Regions from separate parts of the Gossypium hirsutum genome. Here region 2 is linked to region 1. The links are chromatin contacts, called in public Hi-C maps. All regions are on one chromosome and are shown on one strand. The core of a region is the stretch at or near the end of the contact, and the rest is flanking DNA. Distances in the headings are between cores, read along the strand shown. Region 1 holds the start of LOC107945721. Region 2 holds the start of LOC107945725.

What was found. Hi-C and Micro-C count contacts between places; a contact is called where the count stands out from the background.
Region 2: a Hi-C map of leaf shows a contact between it and region 1, with 2.4 times the contacts expected there. The contact joins the promoter of LOC107945725 here to the promoter of LOC107945721 in region 1. A contact is called at or near these places in 2 of 34 Hi-C or Micro-C datasets (both in leaf).

Annotation. Positions count from the first base shown.
Region 1 is chrD12:30,941,628-30,947,318 of Gossypium_hirsutum_v2.1, forward strand. LOC107945721 reads right to left here and starts at 1,634. Exons shown (of 4, transcript XM_016879820.2): 1 at 478-1,634; 2 at 1-8. The coding sequence starts at 1,090.
Region 2 is chrD12:31,184,152-31,189,509 of Gossypium_hirsutum_v2.1, forward strand. It overlaps LOC107945725, which reads right to left and starts at 2,506. Exons shown (of 1, transcript XM_016879824.2): 1 at 708-2,506. The coding sequence starts at 2,158. The coding sequence ends at 959.

The DNA of each region.
Region 1 (5,691 bases), core at 384-2,883:
TTTTTCATCTGCGACAATTTGATATTCAACATCAGAAGTTTGAAACCAACATGAACAGATATAGTCTTCTTATTACAGTCGCAGCAGCTCCAAGCCACAAACTAAAATGCAATATCAATTTGAAGCTAACGTTTTACAGGATCTATTAAAATTTAATCGTATTTCATTATCTACTAGCCTCCAAGGCTCTATGTTCCTCAAACTCGGATACATAAAAGAGAAATGAAGAGTTGGTGGAACAAAGTTCACCTACCAGATGCAGCCTTAAGAAGTTCATCATTTACAATTAATCAGTAATGATTAGATATTTAAAAGAAGTGGGATTGACTTTTAGAGTATCTTCTTTGCAATTTGGAAAAATTGGGTTTTGTGGGGGTTAGATTATCCTACTTCATGTAGTTGAACTTCCATAATCAGATCAGCCTAAGATGAAATTGCAAGCAAATGAAGCTCAAAACAAAGGAAGAACAGTAATACCTTGAGAGCTTGGCAATGAAGACTCACTGACCAAATCTGACGACCATCCAGGTATAATAGCAGATCGTGCTACATTACTATCACTCTGCACCATACAAGATTGATCGCCGTCAACATCTCCAGCAGCTGCGGCGGCTCTACAACCAAGATAATGAACGGAAACCCCATCAGCCATCAAAACCCCAGTTGAAAATGGAGACCCTGCCATTAAATTCCTCACAGTCCCACTCCCTCCACCATCAAGCAAGTTCATGGAAGGCGAGCAATTGGAGTAGAAAGCAATCCCAGGGGGCACAATCGGCCCACTTTTAGACTTTGGCCGCCTCTGGAGATGATAGTTTACGTTCTTGCTAACACCATAACCCAAAACAGGGCTACAAATCCACCTCTCAGCATCTTCCCATTTGGAAGGCAAAGTTCTTCCACTGTAAAAAGGTGTCAAAGATGAAGCACTGATATGTCTTCTGCTATTGCCATTGCTGTTAGCTGAACGCGCCACTCGCTCTGAACTCCAACCTTTTTGACTCACCACCGCCCCATTATCACGGTAATCTGAACCTCCTGGGCTTGGAAAAGTACCCAGATGGCTCAAAGAAACAGACCCTTTCTTCATTCACTCTCAATCACCCCCAACAGTCTTAGCCTGATACCTCACCCAGTGCCACAAAGAGCTAGACTTTGAACAGATAAAATTGATTATTCGGTTTGCCGGCAAGACTGTCTAAAAGGGTCATTGAGACAATGAAAGAATTTGTTTGAAAGCTGGTTTTTACTGTTGTTTGCAGCTAATTATATACCCCTTTCTTTTACATTAATTTATTATTTTGGGAAGCTATCCGATCCTTGGGTACAAAGATTTGTTTGCATCTAAGACAAGCCTCATGAAGGGTTGCTCCATTGAGAATGAAAAATGCCAAAACACAGCTTCAAATCATTGATTACAAAAGCTAAGAATGTTGACGAAGTAAGCATTAGACGTTTTTATCAGCAGTATCTGTCAAAGACAACGATATTTTCATCGTTTTTATACATAGTCCTTTTACTTTTTTACTAGTTGAAATCTCAGATACTCAAGTAAAACCACATGAATAAGACAACAGAAAAGCCACCCAAGAAAAAGGAAAAAGAATCCATGGGTGACCAACAAGAACAAGGAGGCCATATACTTGGACTTTGAAGATTGAAATTTAAGAACATTGTCCACACATTTCCCATTTTCATTTGTTTGTTCCTTGTAATACAAGAAATCACTTAATCTCTGTTTGTTCATGGGATTGAATATTTCTGCATCTTTACCTGCCATAATCAATAATTGAACTCTTTTATAAAAATAGAATATTTATATATTTCTTAATTAAAAAAGCATATCCAAATCAAGGCGGATCCAAGGGTCTTTGGTCCCTCGTTCTTTAGCATCGTAAGGGGAAATTTCATTTTAATCCTTCCAACATTTATAATTTAATATTTTTATCTCCAATCATAACACAAAATTTGATATTTTCATAAATAATAACTTTTAGTTACAATATATTAATATATTTTGTAAAATGAAAATAATTTTTAATACATGAAATTACATTAATAAATTTTATTAATGACTAATATTATTAATACATTACAGTTTTTAATAAAAAATTAAATATGATGTGCTATTTGTGTCTCAAATGGGTATATTTATAAGTGTATAACGACCGCTCTTTTAGAAGATCCAAAATTTTGATAAACAAATAGGGTTGCTATTCACTATATATTAAACTACTCATTTACTTAAAAACTATCATTTTTTAATCTTGACTTGTAAGGAGCATTGGTTAAAAATATTCATTTAATATTAATCAGGTCTCTAACTTAGTTATCAAACTTTCATATTAATATTATTAATATAAGTTTATTACCATCAAATTTATATCCATTATTAGATAATTTTAAAAAAAATATATTTTAAACATAAAATATTATTTTACTTACGACAAAATTTAGTATATTATTTAAAAAAAATATTTTCACCAACCATATATTTTTTTAAAGCAAATATATTTATTTGCTTAGGTGATTTATCTAAAATTACAAATCATTCTTGATTACTTAACTAAATCTCATTACATTTTAATTTATTTGAGATTTTCACTGTTTAATCCCTTCTTCCCTTTACTAATATTTTTCTTCATTTCATATTTTTGCGACTAAATTATAATAACCTTAGCATCCAAGTTATTCCACCAATGTATTATTTTGATTGGCTCATTCTCAAAATATAACTATATCTAATATGTTAGATTTTAAAATAAAAATATTAAAAAAAAAGGAAATTGCAATACTTGCATGCTAAGGTTATTATAATTTAGTCGCAAAAATATTTTTAATATTTTTACTTTAAAATCTAACATATTAGATATAGTTATATTTTGAGAATGAGCCAATCAAAATAATACATTTGTGGAATAATATAAAGTTTAACTATAGTCTAATATTACTTTTCTTAAAAAAAAAAACCCCTAAACTCTAATATTATTTGGAATGGCCCAAATTACATACATCATAATATACTTTGGGATAATATAAAAGTAATATATTTTTTACACTAACTCAAATTACATGCATTTTTTTAGAATGAAAGTACATACATTTACATTTATATTTTACGTAAAAAAAAATCTTTCCATGTTTCCCATTTTATTTTAATTTGGAAAATAATAATTTTTTGGAAACAAGTTTCAACATAATCACTTAAAAAAAATATAATTGTACTGATTGAGTCTTAGTTCGATTGACATGAGCATTGTTACTAATGTAAAAATATCTGAATTTTTTCTAAAAAACAACCCAAAATTTAAATTTTTTTAATAAAAACAATGTAGGGACCTCAATTAAGATGTTAAATATTTAACGTGAAAATTTAGTTTACAGTTTTTAAAACATGCAATTATAATATTAGTATACTTACCCACTGATCGGAAATGAAGTTCTGGATGTTGGTTCACTCCCTTCTTTTGTTCTCACTCTTCATTTTCAAGAAAAAACGCAAACTTTAACAGGTAGGGTTTAATGTTAATTAAAAACCATAGAAAATGTAAATATGATTGTGTGGTCCAATGAGTTAATATTGCTGCAAACTGATGCCCATATTGCTGAGTGCAGAGCAGTGGCCTGAAGCTAAATTTGTGAAGGATGTAGACATCACATAAAATTATTATTATAAAACTATATAATATAGTGCATTATAGAGAGATAGACTTCCCATTCCAAGTGATATATTATTGCACCGCTTTCTAATTTATCTCTTTGTGGGGTCGGCATTTGCTTAACCGATAGAAGAATTCATTGAGTTATATTAATACATTGGTTGAAAAAAGAAATGTAAAAAATGAAATTTTAATTAGTAATTATTTTTGAAAATGATTAGATATATTGTTATGGATAGAAAAAGTTTATATTCAATTAACCAGGGACATTAAACATTATCAAGAAAAAATGTAATACTATAGATTTATAAATTTGGATTGATTTAAATAAAATTTAAAATTTATATATTAAGTTGGATCAAATTAGTACACTACTCCCTCCACCACACCCTCTAGTTGGTCTGATAAAATTTTTTGGACACATGCAACAATTGGACGATTTTCGGTTAATAGTACATATCATATGTTAAAGCATATATGTGGGATGCAAGAGATACTAAGTGGAAAGCCGTCTGGAAGTATCAAGGACCGCATCGTGTTCACTTCTTCTTATGGCTCATTCATAGACAAAGATTCCTTACTAACCAAGAACGTGTATGAAGGGGTATTGGACAAAGTATATCCTACCCAGTCTGCCACCACAAGATTAAAGATATCTTACATGTCCTTAGGGATTGCATGAATACTAAAAATGTTTGGAAGTACTTTGTGCCAAGAAATTATAAGCCACAGTTTTTTTTTTCCGGGAAACTCTCCGATTGGGTTAAAGCAAACCTAGAAAATACTGGATGGATGTTGGGGAATAGGGTGACTTGGTCTACTCTTTTTGGTTTGTTAGCATGACGCATATGGAAAAATAGAAATCTCTTTGTGTTCCAAGGTATATCTTGGAATTTTATGAAAACTATTAAGATTTCAGTGAGTTGGGCAAAACAGTATAACATAGTGCATAATTTATAACTGTCCAGAGGAGATAAATGAGTATTTCTTGTTTTCTTAGAACTCTTTTCTTAGCAAGTCTTCCGATTGAACTTTGTAATCTTTATTTAAGAGAGATTTTGAAAGTGAATAATACATATAAGATTAAACATTTTTTTACGGGATTTAAGATTCTCTCTAACAAATCTTAAGGCTTAAAATTCCTTTTGAAGAGTTCCACTTGTTCATCATAGGTTATTCGTGAGGAAGAGGTAAAAACGAAGAAAGAGCCTTGATAAGATAAATAGTTTTCTTGTGAAACATCTAATGACAAGATCCATCAGTTGGGATCGTAACAACTTGACTTCAAAGCTAGGAGCAATGGAAAATTCCATTATAAGGGGTATGATGTGATACAACGGGGTATATGAGTACTTCGAGGATCGAACCCAAAGGAGTCGACGATTAAGTGAATTCTAGTTACAAATATGCAAATAAAAAGTCTAAAAAACTACTCACTAGATGATATAGTATGGCAGGCCATTCAAGAGTGTGATTATACCAATTAATTAACAAAAATTTGCAAAGGACCAAATTGTAAAGAAAATAAACTACACGACTATCAAATACAAACAAATATGATAATAGAGGACGGTTGATTGATTACCATGTGGTTGGTTGACTTCCGAATTAGGGATATAAATTGCTATTACTCCTAAATTGGTTTCAGTTTACCTCTAGGCTTCACCTTTACCGAATTAGACAAATTTATTCAGTTTATCTCTCGAATTCATCGACTAACCCGAGACTTATCAAATTGATGCCCAATAAGATTTCCTCTGGGTCTCACTTATCTTGATTTCCCCTTAGGGGCGTTAATATTATGTTTTAAGTCTATTTGATTTAGTCCAGTTTTGCAATTTAGTTCCCAAACCCAAAAATTAATTACCCAACATTTCCATCAACCAACCTCAAAATATCTAGCCACTCATTACCATTTCTAAACTAACAAACAAAAAGGAAGAACACATAAAAGCCATTGACATAAAACTTGAACAAAAAAGATGAAAGGAAAACAACTAACAGCAAAGTAAATGAGCAAAAATAATAAATA
Region 2 (5,358 bases), core at 1,256-3,755, 240 kb after region 1:
TTTGGTATTTATCAAACGTTTTACAAATTACTCTAATATACTAATAATATTATTTTATTAATTGAAAATATTAATTTCTTTTAATTTGGAGTTTTAAATTTTTTTCTTATTCTTTTAATACTGACAATATTTTTGTAGCATAACCAAAAAAAATACCACTAATGTTTTGCATAATTTTTATAACATTTAATAAGTTTAGGTACCAAATTAAACCTAAAAAAGCTTAGGTATAAAATTAAGAAAAAGAGACAAATTTAGGTACCAAATGTAATATTAAAGCTAATATTTTCAATGTAATAAGTATATATAATAGTTAAATGTATCTCTTTATTAGTGTCTTAAAAGGAGAGATCTTTATCGAAAGTCCAGATTTGTGCAGTGCCTGCCTTCTGAAAAATAAGGTGAGGCTTCCTTTATGTTTTTTCAGTTTCAAAAATATGAAATTGCACTCTGAGAACATCTTATAATATTCCAACAAGTGGAAATATGAATTGGGAATATTTAGTTAAAATTGAAAATAATAGTTGGAGTAATAATAATAAAATATAATAAACACACGTGCACCGGCCTAGACCCAGCTCACTAACAAAACAATTTTTTTCTAATTACAAAATTAATATTTTAACTGCAATCCCCAAATAAAGAGAACATGATATGCAGAATATTTAAAGAGTTCAAAAGACCACTTTTACTTCACAACACAAACATAAAATGAAAATGACTGTTTTTATTATTATTAATTATTTATATATTATGAACAACAATGTCATTTTTAAAACTTTTTTTCTTTTTTTTTTGCGCTCCGTTTCATGGTACAACGCGTTAGCCCCCATATATTTTACTCTCTTTTGTTTTTCTCAACTCCAGACCCCGAGACCCTCAATCTTTTTCAAAATACAAATTAGAGTTTTTTTTTCCTTCAAGTAAAAAGGGAGAAAAAAGTTTTCTGGAAGCTGTATCATGAACCCGTAACCGATTCAGCAAGTTTCCCGATTTTTTCAACCAGCGCCGGGGATAATTTCTTGGCAGGTTTCTTTTCCTTCTCCGGTCGAAAATCGAACCCTAACGCATCCGAAACTTCTTCGGAGCTCCACCCCGCTTTTCGAAGTGTATCTGAGAACCGATCCGCTTTTAAAAGAAGCGCATCCAGAACCGCTTGATTATCCAATAAAACCATCTCTCCTTCGAAGAACCCAGATGCTGACACGTGTGCGATCTCCGTTATGTCGGACTCCCCCCACCCGCCTTCTCGTAGAACTGATCCGATTTGCTCCATGTATTCGTCGACCCATTTTGGAACTTGGGTCTTCCGCATCTCAAAGTATCTATCAGGCGACGAATTCGACGATGATGACGACGAGTTTCGCCGGCGCCGATCAACTGCCGCGTCACTCCAGAACTCCACCCATCTAGGTGTTCTTGTCCCGCTTACCAAACCCGCATCCATACTCCGCCTGGAGAAATTAGTGGAGGAGCCGGCTGATTTTTCACTAACCGATCTCTGTTTTTTCAACAACTCCGGATTGGATACGGAGCTCGTAAACAGAGATTCTCTCTCGAAAAAATCGGATATATCAAATCCGCAACAAAAAACACGGGTCTCATCGATGAAGAAAATCGGGTTACCCGCTAAAGACGGGTTACAGGGAATATAGCAGTGGTTGAAAATGGGGATCAAAAGGGGAGCTCTCTTTAGCGCATTCCTTGCAACTCGTAATGCTTTTTCCGGTTCAGACGGTCTGGGGCCCCAATATTTGGACCACAAAGTGTTACGCGCTATCTGAAAGGAAATTGCAGCAATGGGAAGATCAAGCGAGGCCCGGAGATGGAGTCTAGCTCCAGCAGACCGCCAATCGGGAAAACCTGGACCCACAGGTAAACCGGCTGATAATATGGCTCGGAGGTCAGGTGGGAAAACGAAACCAAACTCGGCTTCCGCTCGGGCGAACTCGGCATCCGACAAACCCGGCTGGACTTGAAAACCCGAATTCCTTAAATGGGTTATAACTTTGTCAGCTAAAGAAGAGAAAGACTGAAGACCGTTGCGTACAGGAAGGGATGCCGGAGTTGAAGGAGCGGAAGCGCGAGCAGAGAGACGGCGTAGGCCTGCTATATGGCCCGGATTCAGACCGGACATCCTCCGGTCCACGTCGACCATTGCTGCTCTAATAACTGACGTCGCCTTCTAATTCCCACCGGGAATTAAAAAAATCTCCGTCGGAAAAGAAATCCGCTACGACTTACTTTTTGTCAGTGAAAACGGAGAGAACTAAAGTGGGGAGAGCTCAATCTATTGGGGGGAGAGACCTCTAACTTCTAAGAAGTCAAGAAACGGTGCGTATTTATAGCTGTTTCGAGATATTGGTAATATTTTATTTAAATATTTTGTTTTTCTTAATTTTACTTTCCGTAATTAACCTTTGAAGTTTTTTGACAAGGATTTTTGATAATGACTAAACTAAGGTAAAAAAGTGAAGGACTTTTTGTCTGAATCCAATTCCACATCTAATCTTAAGCAACGGCTCTTTTTTTTATTTTATACGCGGTCTCTTTAAAAATAATATTCCGAAATTAAAATTGTGAATATTTATACCAATATAAAATTTAAAAATAAAATTTATTTATTTATTTTTATAATTTCCCAACTAAATTGATATTCAGGTTTAAATAGCATTACAAAATATATAATTGAACATTATTATGCAGTATTATTACAAGTATTATTTGTTTGAGGCGTGGGAGAAAATCTACTATTAGAAAGACAAATTATCATATGGTACCTTTACAGAATTCCTTAGTCTAATCAACTTAGGGTGAGTATGTTTAGGGGGAAATTGAAGTTACTGCTTGACCGCAGGTACGGCGAATTTGGGGGACCCATTAGCAATGATGAATTAGCTTGACAGCTTAGATAAAGGGGAAGCATACAATCATAATTCCACATTGTTGGATACTTACTAACGTTATTAAACATGTTCTTTTTGTTTTTTCAATTTTTGGTAATTAGTAAAACTTTATTAAACAAAGATTATCCCCTCTAATATGTATCATATTTAATAAAGGAATACAAAACTAAATGATTGGTTGTAAGCATGAGATTAGTAGTATGTGAGGGAGTCATCCTAAAACAGGATTAAAAAATCCACGCCTATCAAAGTTATGTCTCATAAGGGGAATGCATACTTATAATAAAATTCATTAAGTTCTTGATGCCAATTTTTTTATAAAAATAAGTAAATAAAAATGATCAACTTATTAGCTTTTGGGCAAGGAAATATTTTAATATATATTATTATATAAAAACAGTGCTTTGGAAGCTCTTATTAACAAAATCTTACCAGTAACACAAAACTGATAGAAATGAAATCACGAGCAACCCGAGGCGGAATCAATAACCCAAAATCCCCCAAAGTAATGTAGTTGAAAAGTAACAAAAATTGTGGCACCGTTTCTTAATTAATGGAGAGTTTTCCAATTTTCTGAAAAGCCATGATGGTTGGGAGCCATAATTTAAACCTCACTTACTTTTACGCCTTAAATCTTAAACCTCACCTCCTCTGCATAGTTCGTTTAAGCATACTCATTTTATTTTTTAAAAAATAATTATTTTTAGTTAATATTTTATGATTATATATTTTATTACAAATATTTCTAAATATAAATAACTTAACATATTATTATTATTGTTATTATAATATAGCAGTATCTTTGATTTTCATATAAAATAAATTATAATGTAAATTAATATATATAGTCAAACTTTTCTATAATAATCTCATTTGTGTCTCAAAATTTTAGATTTTATAGAAATGTGGTGGTTGTTATACACTTATAATAGCATTTGAGATTAAGTCATATTTGATTTTTTTTTAATTTTAAAATAAAAAATTATATGTTATTAATAATATTATTAATTAGTGAGATTCAGATTATATCATTAATATAATTTATAAATGTTATTTCATCGATTAAAATATTTGTTTTCAATTTTATAAACTATTTATTAACATATTTTATATAAAATAAACATGTTACTGAAATAATATATTTACTAAATTTTAAGGCAATATATTATTATAAAAAGTAATTTTATAAATAGTGTACTTTATATTTTATAATTGATGTTATAGATGAAAATTGTTATGAAGGGTAAAAATAAAACATAACAAATTGGTTCTACAACAAAAATTAGTTGTTAAAGACAGTAACTATTATAGAAAGGGAAAACAGTATTTTAAATTTGAAAATGGATCAGATCAAATCAGACTTTAAATATTTGAACTTGAAGTCGATTCATATTTTAAACGGGTCTAACTTTTTCTCAATCTTATTTTGCGAGTATAATATTTTTATCCAATTTATCTCAAATTCCAAACCAATCTTCAAGCTTCAACAAATCGACTTTTAAATAAGTTTACTTTAAAACATTCATTTCAAAATATGTTTACTTTTAAATAAGTTAGTTTAAAAAATCTGTTACTTGATTATTCTCTCTACGAGTATACTACACGAGCCACTTGTCCTCATGTTTTAATAATTTTATTTTTAATTATATTAATGGTTACAAATAAACATTTGGCGTTGGGGTTTTGAATATAAAACTAGGAAGATATAAAGCAAACATTTGATGGGTGGCCTTCATTTTGGCTATCTGAACTCTACATTTATCAATATATTATATTGAAATTTGGGGTAAAGTTATAATCATAAGTTACCAACAGATGGAATTGGTCAACGGGTAATAGGTAGCTAGGTTTTCAGTAAATCTTACTCACACATCATTGTATTACCTTACTAACTTCAAAGGTCGACTCCCTAACACTCTGTTTCGAAATGACTCTATGGATCCGTAGTGTGAATGGGCTTATATTTGTAAAATAAATCTAAAATAAAATTGAATAAATCAAGATTTATTATGTCAAATCATTAAGAATAAATTAAAAATAAAATTAAATACGGAAACGTATTTGAATCCATAAATTCCTTGAAATTTTTCCGAATCTTGGGAATTTGATTTTTCAAATTAGCACACAAGAAATTCAAAGAATATTTACTCTCTCTTTCTTAAGGATGAGATATTAGAACAGATATCTTGTGTATAATTTGGGGACGATAACCTTAATATTTATAACCTTGGCTTATTACTTCTAATTCCTAATTAATCCATTATTAATTAGAATTTGATTAGAACTCAATTATTAGAGTATTTACACATAGTTGACCCATACTTTATTTAATAATTAAAACCCAATAAAATTCTAACCAAATTAGATCACTTTTAATTGGGCTAACCTATCATGATAGTAAATAATAACATGTATTCACCTTTATTATATATGTGTTATCCATATTTTCCAA